3 separate regions of the Sus scrofa genome follow, and regions 2 and 3 are each linked to region 1. The links are chromatin contacts, called in public Hi-C and promoter capture Hi-C maps. All regions are on one chromosome and are shown on one strand. Each heading gives the region's core, a stretch centred on a gene start, on an enhancer-like site or on the middle of the called end of the contact. The rest is flanking DNA. Distances are from core to core; before and after follow the strand shown. Region 1 overlaps PSPH (phosphoserine phosphatase). Region 2 holds the start of NIPSNAP2 (protein NipSnap homolog 2). Region 3 holds the start of SUMF2 (sulfatase-modifying factor 2).

Region 1 (4,078 bases), core at 89-2,588:
CCTAGGAAGTAAAATTTCATCTACTGTATTAATATATGTTAACACTTAGGATCACAGCTTAGGGTGGGTTCTCCTGGCCCCGGTAAATTGTGAACAGTCTGGTAATGCATGGATAAAGAATGCTGTGGAGGGAGTTCCCATCATGGCGCAGGGGAAATGAATCCAACTAGGAACCATGAGGTGGCGGGTTCCATCCCTGGCCTCGCTCAGTGGGTTAAGGATCTGGTGTTGCCACAAGCTGCGGTGTAGGTCCCAGATGTGGCTCAGATCTGGCATGGCTGTGACTGTGGTGTAGGCCGGCAGCTGTAGCCCCGATTAGACCCCTAGCCTGGGAACCTCCATATGCCACAGGTGTGGCCCTAAAAAGCAAAAAAAAAAAAAAAAAGGTTGGCAGTCTGACAACAGAACTCTCTGAAATACTACATGCTAATGCCTCTAGAAGTATATATATAATTACATATATAAATAGTGATGTATATTATGTATAGACATATAAAAAAAAGAATGCTGTGGAAATCACATCAATTTTGTGGTTGACATAAGCAAATGCTCAATCAGAATCAAAGATGGTGTCACAAGGGTAGGAAGCCACATGACACTGGCACTGCTTTCTGATTCCTGTCCTGGTGTCACCATGTACAGAGCTCCCGGGAGAGCCATGCTGTAGCTGTTGCCAGTGAGTCCGGAATTAGACAAGCATGAAAGAGGTTAGCACAGTTCTCCGATGTTTCAAACTCACCCCTCTGACACGACAAAGCAGGGACTGTGCCTGCTGCTCCTGGGCAGCTGGCTGACAGCGGGGCAGCCAAGGGCCAGAGGAAGGGTTGCGTGGCTGCTATAAAAGATTCTCTGTGGGAATTGCAATTTCTCAGCAGCTCAGACTCCTCTGAGCCAAAGTCAGTACGCACTGCCTGTTGAGGCCACTGCCCAGCGGAGGGCAGGCTCTGCAGGCCTGTCACCTCCCGGCCGAGGCTTGTTGCAGCTCAGGCACACAGGGTGGTGGCAGAGGCTGAGGCAGCCTGCAGCGCCTGCCCTCTCTGCACAACCCTGGCAGGCCTGGTCCTGCCCACTTGGAGCCCCTGGAAGTGCCGACACCACAAAACCGCCTCTAGGAGAGTTGCCAGTGAGCGCTCACAATTATGGAACAACTGCCTCGCTGTCTGTGGTCTCATTTAAATGCTGCCAAACCGATTTCCTGGCTCTCCTACAGAAACCCTGATGTGGAAGGAAATTTGATTCATCTCATTTGATTATTTGACTAAATAATTACCTGATTGTTTGGCCAAATTTGATGATGGTTAAATTATAAATTTTTCAAATAACTTCCAGTGTTAGATCCCTTCCGGCCTCTTCTAGCTAATTATCCAAGAGCATCCGCTCATGGGCTGCCTCTTCCTAACCCGGGCTCTGTCTCCCCATTTTCCCACCAGGGAGCATATATAAGCTCATCCTTGCAAAACCTGTTCTGAAATGTCCCTTTCAAGGCTCTGCTCAGAGTAAACATGAACCTGGGATTGCAGGTCTTCCCAAGTCATCTGTAAGAAAGAAATGGCTCGTATGTGCTCTGAGGAGTTATATCTTAATTCATTTAAGGGAAAATGCTAACCTTCATTTGGGATAAGTAAAACTTTTTAGTTCTTTTTGTCTTTTGTCTTTTTAGGGCCACATCTGTGGCATATGGACGTTCCCAGGCTAGGGGTCCAATCAGAGCTACAGCTGCCGGCCTACACCACAGCTCACAGCAACACCAGATCCTTAACCCACTGAGCAAGGCCAGGGATTGAACCTGCAACCTCATAGTTCCTAGTTGGATTCGTTTCCGCTGCGCCAAGATGGGAACTCCAGTTTTTAGTTCTTTTAATTCATCTGATTATTAAATATCCCTTTTTTTAACTCACTACTTTCACTTAAGGCTGGATTGTTTTCTTTCTTCTTTTTTCCAGCAATGCCCACAACGTCCAGAAGTTCCTGGGCCAAGGGTTGAACCCGTGCCACAGGAGGGACACAAGCCACAGCAGTGACAACGCCGGATCCTTAACCTGCCAGGCCACCAGGGAACTCCTCCACTGTTAGCCTTTTAAAAAAGCCTTTGTAACATTCCCTATATGACCAATACCAAGAGGTAATAACAGCTTCCATCCCTCTGGCCCAGGGCTCCCCTCAGTGGCAGGGGCTGAGATGAGCGGGCGCTGTGATGAGCACTAGGCCCTGTGCTCAGCTGGTCAGGGGGAGCTGGGGGTGGGGGGGGGGCACGACTCCTTGGCTCCCTGCCCGGAGGTTGTTTCTACTCAAACACTTAAGGGCTTGAAATACTGGCTACTGAAATACATGATAGGCAGAATTAAAAATTCTACAAACCTGTTCTCATGTGTAGATAAACTTTTATTCATATATATAAATGGAAAACCAATTTCACTTAAAGCTGCCAAATCCCTATTTCCAATAGTGAAGGTATTTAAATTCCTATCCACCTTATGGCTTCAAATGGAATATAACTAGGAAAATACATAATGAATTCAGATTATAAAACTCTCCAGGTAATTAAATGGGTCATAATGCTACTGGAACTACAGCTTTAAAAATAATCAATTTTCTAGGAGTCTTAATAGGAATTGACTTGGCAGTACGGATAATCAGTACAAAATTTATATTTTAGATTGTAATAGGCAATTGTAAGCAAATAGTACCAAACTGTATCATTTTAAAAAATTAACCTGAAGTTGTTATGAACTGTATCAAAGTTGATCTTATTCTTCCAGTTCTCCCAGAAGCTCTACGAAATCAGTGATGTACCATTCCGCGTTGTCCTTTACTTGTTGCCTGATCACATTCCCTCCAAATCCAATGAAAACATCCTACAGGGGGGAAAAAAAAGAAAAAGAGAGATACAGCAGCAGCCTGGAGCACTAAGTGTTATTTAAAAGAATAAACACTTGGGAGTTCCCATCGTGGCTCAGTGGTTAACGAATCTGACTAGGAACCATGAGGTTGTGGGTTCGATCCCTGGCCTTGCTCAGTGGGTTAAGGATCTGGCTTTGCCATGAGCTGTGGTGTAGGTCGCAGGCACAGCTCAGATCTGGCGTGGCTGTGGCTGTGGTTGTGGTGTAGGCCGGCAGCTATAGCTCTGATTAGACCCCTAGCCTGGGAACCTCCGTATGCCGTGGGAGTGGCTCTAGAAAAAGCAAAAAGACAAAAAAATAATAATAATAATGAATAAATAAATAAATTCTTGGGAGTTTCCATCGTGGCTCAGTGGTTAGTGAACCCAACTAGGATCCATGAGGGGTTCGATCCCTGGCCTCGATCAGTGTGTTGCCGTGAGCTGTGGTGTAGGTCGCAGACGAGGCTCCAATCTGGCAGGCTCCAATCTGGCACTGCTGGCTGGGGTGTAGCCTGGACACCCTAGCCTGGGAACCTCCATATGTTGCAGGTGCGGCCCTAAAAAGCAAAAAAAAAAAAAAAATTAAAAATAAATATATTTTAAAAATAAAGAATAAACTCTTTGTGCAAAGAGTGGGGTGCCCAACCTCACCCGGGGCATCTCCCTCCCCCAGCTCCCCAGGAGCCTCCGCGCCTCCTCCTGCCACGTGAATGAATGAGTCTTTGCACCACCGCTGCCCACACATTTGGCTGGACATTGTGGGCTCAGGAGAACTGAAGCCCTCTCGAAACCAAGACAATTGCTTATAAAAAATAAAAACATACCACAAAAATTAACACTGCTTTGTTAATTCCTACTCAGTGATACCTTCTAAACTGGAAGACACCCAGGCCAGGCAGTTTCAAAAGAGGGAATTTAAAAGACAAGCCTGGGATGCAGTGGAAATAAATCCACAGGGCCTGGAAGCAGGACCAGAGCAAGCATCTCCCGCCTGGTGTCCTGGGTGAACGCGAGGCATCTCGGGCCCAGGGTGGCATGTTATTCTGGGCTGAGGGAGATGACAACTCCAGCGTCTGTTAGCAACACTCTATTGTTCTCTGCTGGAATTCCTTCGAGTTACACTGCTTTGTTAATTTCTACTCAGTGATACCTTCTTTCAGTCGATGATCTTTTATTATTTTTCGCTTTTTAGGGCCG
Region 2 (3,794 bases), core at 63-2,562, 38 kb before region 1:
TTGTAGGACTCAGCCCTGAAGCCCCCTCCTCCTCCCTTCATCTTTAGAATTACCAACTCCAGAGACCCCTCCACACACAAGCTGAGTGCCTGTCCCCACCCCTCCTAGAGATCTGTAATCTACCCAGTCTTAAGGACATTTTCTTCTGGGCCATGAAAATGCCCCCTTTGGTGGCTGGGAAGCTCCTCCCCTGTTTCTCCCCATTTTCTTTTTTTTTGGTCTTTTTGTCTCTTTAGGACCGCACTTATGGCATATGGATGTTCCCAGGCTAGGGATCTAATAGGAGCTTAACTGCTCCTCAATTTTCTGTCTAGCTCTTAGCTGCGGTTTCATGATTCTATCAGTGGTTCTTTTATTTCCCCACAGGATACATTTCTCCCAAACAGGCTAGAGGTTGAATTGGAGCTGCAGCGGCAGCCGTACGCCACAGCCACAGCAAAATCAGATCCGATGCCGCACTTGCGACCTACACTGCAGCTCACGGAACGCCAGATCCTTAACCCACTGAGCAAGGCCAGGGATGGAACCTGCATCCTCATAGATACTAGTCGGGTTCATTAACCAACAAGCCACGACGGGAACTTCAACCCACGCCTTTGTTTAAGCTGTTTCCTTGGGCGGCCGGAGTTCTCCCTCCCTCCACCTGTCTGCTCTTTCCTTGGGACCAGGACGCTGTGCCAGCTCCCCAGGGTCTTTCTTCCACTTTCCAGGCACCCCTGGGGACGCACTCTCCAGCCCGGGCTCCCTTCCGGTCTTGTCAACCTCTCCATTCTCACACTTGACACACTCCGATCATTTCACACCCAGCGGCATGCTCACATCAACAGAACAAGGAGTCCGGAGACCACGAGAGTATCTGAGTATGTTTCCATCCAGAACGAGAATGTTTTTATTAAAGCGTAATTTATTTTTGAAAAGGCAATGTATGTACTTGGTGCAAAATCTAAAAAGAAGCTGCCTCTCAGATTCGCCCCCAGGCCCTGGATTCCCCTAGGAACTGTGTTACTCTCTTCCGGTGAATCTCTCCACGTATGTTCAAGCCTTGCCCTCGACCCCTGGGTGGCCCCTGTGCTGGGCACCGAGCTCCTTTCGTCGGAGCTTGAAGTCTCAAAATCGGTTGCCCTCAGGCTTCCCGCTCCTTTCTTGCAACTCCGGGACCTCAGTGCCAGGACGCACTGAGGACCAGACCTCTGCGCCCCCCCCGCTCCCCCTGGCGGCCGCTCCCCGCGCTGCAGCGTCCTGGGCCCCACTCCCCCTGGCGGTCGCGCCCCGCACTGCAGCGGCCGCACGCCCTGCCCCGCCCCGCCCCGCCCCGCCCCCCGCCTCGGCGGGCCCGGCCGGGGGAGGGGTCGCGGCGGCGGCGGCGGCGGCGGCGGCGTCAGCGGAGGCCGGGGCGGTGGGAGTCGAGGCTCCGGAGCAAGATGGCGGCGCGAGTGTTGCGCGCCGGCGGAGCGGCCTCAGGCGGCGGCTTCCTGTGGCGGGCCGCCCCCTGCAGCCTCCTGCCCGGGCTCCGGTGAGCAGCGCCGCCCTTTCCGGGAGCGGCCGGGGAGGGGCCGCCGCGGGGCGGAGGGCGCGGGGTCCTCGGCGCGGGTCTCCGCCCTGGCTCGGTAGCGTTCCCATGGGGCAGGGCCGCCGGGGCTGTGGGGCGGCTGGGCTGAGGCCGCGGTCCGCGTGGCGGGGCGAGCCGGAGCCTCGGCAGGGTCGGAGCGCCTGCTGCCGGGCCGGCGGGGCTCAAGGTCATGGCGGGAATGACACCCAGCGCCGAAGCCACGTCCGCGCGCGGAGCCGGCCCGGCCTGTTGGACCTTGACCCTGCGCGACCCGGAGTCGTGGGGCAGCGGCCAGCGCGTGGCTGAGGCCGCAGGCCTTGAACTTGGGCCTCGGGGTTCCTGCAGGGCGTCCTGAGAAAGCTGCTCGCCCGCGCAAAGCCTCAGTGTCAGCATCTGTAAACGGTAGTGGAGGTACCTACCACTCACCTCCTAGGTTGCTGTGAAGAAATAAAATAATACATCGGCCCCGGCGATCCCTCAGTGGAGATTGGGGAAGTAGCCAAGAGGTGTCCGCCTTACGGACAGTTGTTGACTTGCATTGAAAAGTAGGTAGTGGATCAAAAAAGTATGTACAGTTATCAGCACGAAGTAGGGGGTGGGTTCATGTTTAAACTTTTTTCCTAACCTCATTGGATTACATATTCGATTTTCTGAGTCCATCCCGGACACAGCCATGTCCTGTTTGCCCAGTTGAAAAACCAGAGCCCATATCAACCAATTTACACGTCCATTTGCTTTCCCGGTTTATTTACGTTAGGTTATATGAATTTTATCTTGTTGTTTATCTTCAATAGTGAGCCTCTAGAAAATACAGTTGGCATTTCAAAAAATGGAAAAGGGAAGGAAGTACCTGTTAAAACTCTTAATGTGGGCCAGCTTTATATGATAACAGCTTATTTATTTAGTGTAATCCTAGTAGCAATCTTAAGAAGGAAGTAATAGGATCTACATCTTAGAGATGAGAAGGAACCTCAACCTGCTGAAGACACGTGGCTAGAAAAGGCATTTGAACCCAAGTTGGTTACACTTCAGGCCCAGTGCCCTTGTAAGGACTGCTGCTCAAGTTGTGTTACAAAATTGGATGTTTATGTTTCCAAGTTGATCAACAAATCAACCCTCTTTTATTTTTATTCTGTTATTAAGTATCTACTGTTTATTTTTCCCCACAAGTGATAGAAGCCCATGAAATTGATATTTCCTTTTTTTCAAAAAAGACAGCTGAGGGAGTTCCCCTTGTGGTGTAGTGGAAATGAATCGGACTAGGAAACTTGAGGTTGCGGGTTTGATCCCTAGCCTTGCTCAGTGGGTTAAGGATGTGGCGTTGCTCTGAGCTGTGGTGTATGTTGCAGAACGCGGCTTGGATCTGACGTGGCTATGGCTGTGGCCAGTGGCTGTAGCTCTAATTTGACCCCTAGTCTGGAAACCTCCATGTGCCATGGGTGCGGCCCGAAAGAGAAAAAAAAAAAGCTGCGCCTGAAGGTGTTCACTTAAAGGGCCCAAGGTCACCTGGGATACCCCAGGTTCCTGCTGGGGCCACATGCTCTCGACACTGGGGTCCTTGTCTCTATCCAAGGTCCCCTGTACCTTCTGACTACTCCTTCCTGGGCTCTAGTCTGCCTTAACCTTTAACTGCCTCAACTTTAGGACTCAGTCTAGACCCAGTCAATTCATTGATTCTATCACATATTGAGTGTATACGGTGTCTTTGAAGCCCGCTGGACCTGAGCGTAAGAGCTGTGGTCGCTCTCCCCAGGAAGCCGTGGCTGAGATGAAAACCCATAGAGACTTACAGATGGAGGTAGGTGCCATGGGACAAAATCAGGGAGCTTCCCACATGAGGTCATGGAAGGCCTCTCGGACAAGGTGATGTCATACTGAGACCTGAAGGGTAAGTGGGCATGAAAGCCCTGAAGGGGAGGAGTCAGACATGCTGGGAAACCCCAGAAAAATCTAGGAGGCAGGAGTGAAAGGAAAACAAGACAGGTGGCAAGGAGCAGGGGCCAGAAAATTCCAGGCCTTACAGCTATTTAGAGAGTTTGCATTTTATTCTGAGCCCTGGAAAACATTTAAAGGTATAAGCCCTAGGGTAACATGCTCTGATCTACATTTTTAAAAGATCAGTCTGGAGAGTTCCCGTTGTGGCTCAGTGGGTTAAGAACCTGACATGGTATCCATGAGGTTGCAGGTTCCATCCCTGGCCTTGCTCAGTGGGTTAAGGATCTGGCATTGCTGCAAGTTGTGGCAT
Region 3 (3,967 bases), core at 1,348-3,847, 61 kb after region 1:
AAATGTGATGCAAAAATGTAATGACTAGATACAGTAATTAAGGGGGTCCAGTCAAAACTTTAATAGTTTAGAAGAGTGGATTTGTTGATGTTGTGTGGTAGATCATGTTAATACTGAAGGGATTCATGTTGGGTTTGCTTTACTCAATTTTTTTTATCAGGGACTTTGATTAAAAGATATATTTGGGTTTCCCTGGTAGCTCAGCAGGTTAGGGATCCGGCATTGGCACTGCTGTGGCTCAGGTTAGTGCTGTAGCACAGGTTCAGTCACTGGGTCAGGAACTTGTGCATGCTGTGGGCAAGCCCACCCCCCAAAAAAAGAGGTCCATTTGATGGTCATATTCACAGATGGATGAAAAGGGCTGAGGATAGCAAAAATGGTGCTGGAAGAGGGAACCAAATCTAATGAGATGATAAAAGCCCTGATCTTAGGCCAGTGTAATACAAATTACACAAGTACAAAGTAGAAGAGAAATAACTGAGATATGTCCGTGTAGTTGATGTAAGACCTGTTGTGAACAGCATCATTTTCATTCAGGTTTTAATGCAAAAGCTTTCTGGAATAAGGAAAGTAATAAGCCTATTTGTCCATAGTTCAAATGCTGTATATATTTAGTATGGACAAATGGCAATGTCTCCAGAAAAACAAGTATGTTTAGCTACTTGGTAACCAAATAGAGCATTCCTGTCACTGGAATTATTCTAAGTACAGATCAGCCAGTCATCAGAGCTGCTGTGCACAGGAGTCATGGTTTGGAGTATAATATTGGGCTAATTGAGGAGGAACTTGGGGGTCTCAGTACTGGAGGAAATGAGTAAACCACTGATGAGTAAAGCTGCACAAAATAACTGTTGGTTCTTTTAGGCAGCATTCTGATCTTAGCATGTGTTCTATAAGATTTTTAAGAATACTGGGTTACTTTGCAGGTGAGCCAATGGTAGCAGCAGAAGTAGGCATATGGGATAACTACTGTGTAAAGAAACAGCTTCTTCACTCCTGGTAAGTTGGGAAAGCCAAAACTATAAAATAACCTTTAGGGAACATCGTACTCTTTAAAAAATTTGGTGTGTTCTTAGTTACTTTTTTTCCATAAGAAAATGTCATCAGTCAGAGGTGTAACAACTAAGCTAGCCTTCTGTGTATGGAGGGGAAAGGGGAACCTGACTGGATATAATTTGCACAGTTTAGTTGGAGATTGAGTTGAATTAGAGTTCATGTCTCAAACCTGAGCCATTTGATTTTTTTTTCCCTCCTTTCAGCACTGTGATTGCCACCAATATTCTCCTGGTTGATGAGATCATGAGAGCTGGAATGTCTTCTCTAAAAGGTTGAATTGAAGCTTCCTTTGTATCATCTGAATCATGAAGACTGTACAGAGAGTGATCCAAAGAATATAGCTGTGGAATTTTTGTCCCAACCTTCAAAGGATTTTCTTTTCCCATATGAAAAAAGGAGAGAACACTGGCACCTATTCAAATTCTGAAGTTCTGAAATTATAATTACAGTATTTTAAAAATTGCACTGCAGTGCACACACATACAGTAGGCCATACTTACCCAATGAACAGGACATTTTGCTTTAGCTTTAGTGATATAAAAATACATGTTAACTAAGCATATGTCATCTACCTTGTTATTAAATATTCCTTGAAAAGCAAATTTTAATGGTTTAATAATTTCTGCTCATGTATGTATTTTAATTTATCTCCAGTAGTTCCTTGTCATTAAGCATTCAAGTTTTTATGCTAATATAGATAAGACTTAAGTAACTTAAGGTTTTGAAAGCATTCATGCCTGTCTTGGTATAGATTCCAGTGAATAAAACTATTGGATCAATTGGACTTTTCAAGCTTTTAAAGTAGCTTTGGAGTTCCCTGGTGGTTTAGTGGGTTAAGGATCTGGTGTCGCTGCTGAAGCACAGGTTCCATCCCCGGCAGGGGAACTTCCAAGTGCAGTAGGCACGTCCAAAAATAAGTAAATAGAAATAATGAAGTAGCTTTGCTAAAATGCTCCCCAAAAAGGTTAAGTCATAGTGGAAAGATGAGTGAACTAGAAGCAAGGAAAGGGTAAGTGCAAAGTGACAAAATAGAAAAAGCGGAAGTAAAAGCATGTCTGAAGCTGTGGTGAAGGATGAGGTGAGATGAATAGATATCGGGCTGACTATATTTTCATACCTTGGGACATACATTTATGCTAAAATAGCCATCCCAAGCCCTCTAGTGTCTTCATCCAAATTACTGTTCCCTCCTACATGTTTCCACAAAACACTGGTACATCTCTGAAGCCCTTGAAAGTGAAGTTGTATGTTGCTAAACATTGTGTGTTGAGGATTCGCAGTGAGTGTGCAATAAATGTTAAGCTGAAACCTTTGCTGTGGTCTTGCGGTGGTATTCCAGGGCGCGAAAGGGAGGGAAATCAACCCGACCCAAGGTTCACAAGACAGTGAAGGGGCTTCTAGAATGGCAGGGCCTCTCAACCGTAACCCTGAGAAAATGTCCTTGATCACCCGTCCTCGTCTCTGGCCCTACCCTCATCTGGGACCGGACTATTTTCTAGACCCGGGCGCTCAAGGGAGTAGTGCGCCTGCGCGCGCAGGGTACGGCAGCCAGCGGGGCGCGTGCGCCGCAGGGCCCGCCCAGTTCCGCGTACTCTGCGCGTGGTGATTCCGGGCTCGTGTCCTCGGCATGGGTCCTTTGCTGTCGCCGCTGCTGACCCTGCTGTCGCTCCTCTCCGGTCCTTGGCTCGAACTAGGTCAGTGTGCTGGCCTGCCCCACCGCCCTGGCGCCGTTTGGTTCGGGAAGCATTGGAAAAGGGGTGGGGCGCTTGGCCCTGGTGGGGAAAGTTCGTCCTGGCCCCTCTGTCTGCCTCCTGCACCGGTTTGCAGCTGCCGGAGGCGCGTTCTGGGGCAGCCAATTTGGCGAGGTGTTTGACAACTCATATTGTTGTATTACATTTATGTTTCATTTTTATTATTATGGAATCTTTTAAGCGTAAAAAAGTGAAAACAAAACGAGCCTTTCCACCACCCCCGCTCCCACCTACCTGTTTCACACTTTAAACGGTTGCCAATTTATGGCTTTAGTCTTGTTTCTTGTGGATGGTCCACACACATCCCCCCCCCCCCCCGCCCTTTCCCCTGGAAAATTCATTTTGGAGTGAATCGAGACGTTATATACAGTTTTATCCGAAAATACTCAGCTTGAATAGCCAAAAAGACAAGTCACAGGAAGAAAAAAAAGTATTGTTCATTTTCTCACCTAAAAAATTTAACAGTACTCCTTAATATCACTAAACATCCAGTTAGTGTTCAGATTCACGTATTGTTGTTTTTAAATTATAGTTTACGGAGTTCCCGTCGTGGCGCAGTGGTTAACGAATCCGACTAGGAACCATGAGGTTGCGGGTTCGATCCCTGCCCTTGCTCAGTGGGTTAATGATCCGGCGTTGCCGTGACCTGTGGTGTAGGTTGCAGACGCGGCTCGGATCCGGCGTTGCTTGGCTCTGGTGTAGGACAGTGGCTACAGCTCCGATTCGACCCCTAGCCTGGGAACCTCCATATGCCGCGGAAGCGGCCCAAAGAAATAGTAAAAAAAAAAAAAAAAAAAAAAAAGACAAATAAATTATAGTTTACATGTTAAGTTAGTGTCAAAATAAAGTTGATGTATTGCTGTTGTGTGTGCTTTCTTAATTCCTTTTTAATCTGAGAATTCCCTGCCTGCTCTAGTTTTTCCCCCAAAAAGAGGATGAGCTTCATTAGTGTGAGTGTGTCAGAATAAAAAGAGGGTCAAAGATAGGTTCCCGGAGAACATGAAAAGATGTGGGCTCTGCCTTTAGAGGACTTACAGTAAGTACTTGGACATCCTTAGATAGAAACCTAGCAAAGTAGTACATCAAGCCAGAGAAGTGTGGCCTTTTGGGAGTGGCAGTGACCAGGAAGTAAAGAGACCTGGGTGTAGTCCTATCTTCTG

Evidence for each region. Promoter capture Hi-C pulls out the DNA fragments that hold promoters and counts their contacts. Hi-C and Micro-C count contacts between places; a contact is called where the count stands out from the background.
Region 2: a contact with region 1 is called in a Hi-C map of skeletal muscle, with 1.8 times the contacts expected there. The contact joins the promoter of NIPSNAP2 here to the enhancer-like site in region 1. A contact is called at or near these places in 1 of 5 promoter capture datasets (liver) and 4 of 47 Hi-C or Micro-C datasets (embryonic fibroblasts, liver and skeletal muscle).
Region 3: a promoter capture Hi-C map of liver shows a contact between it and region 1, with 4 times the contacts expected there. The contact joins the promoter of SUMF2 here to the enhancer-like site in region 1. A contact is called at or near these places in 1 of 5 promoter capture datasets (liver), 4 of 47 Hi-C or Micro-C datasets (embryonic fibroblasts, epiblast stem cells, fetal heart ventricle and 1 more) and 1 of 2 datasets of contacts at active chromatin or transcription factors (skeletal muscle).

Annotation. Positions count from the first base shown.
Region 1 is chr3:16,901,346-16,905,423 of Sscrofa11.1, reverse strand. It overlaps PSPH (phosphoserine phosphatase), which reads right to left. Exons shown (of 7, transcript NM_001243221.1): 7 at 2,362-2,855. The coding sequence ends at 2,748. Among named protein-coding and RNA genes, the nearest start is that of PSPH, 25 kb to the right of the region's middle. Within about 2 kb of position 1,338, at least 14 of the 83 cell types and tissues checked have an H3K27ac peak or open chromatin away from gene starts, as enhancers often do. A contact at or near this core is called in liver and skeletal muscle, where this site is marked.
Region 2 is chr3:16,939,285-16,943,078 of Sscrofa11.1, reverse strand. It overlaps NIPSNAP2 (protein NipSnap homolog 2), which reads left to right and starts at 1,312. Exons shown (of 10, transcript XM_021086363.1): 1 at 1,312-1,513. The coding sequence starts at 1,422.
Region 3 is chr3:16,842,203-16,846,169 of Sscrofa11.1, reverse strand. SUMF2 (sulfatase-modifying factor 2) reads left to right here and starts at 2,597. Exons shown (of 9, transcript XM_021086361.1): 1 at 2,597-2,750. The coding sequence starts at 2,684. It overlaps CCT6A (T-complex protein 1 subunit zeta), which reads left to right. Exons shown (of 14, transcript XM_005662018.3): 13 at 927-999; 14 at 1,260-2,369. The coding sequence ends at 1,332.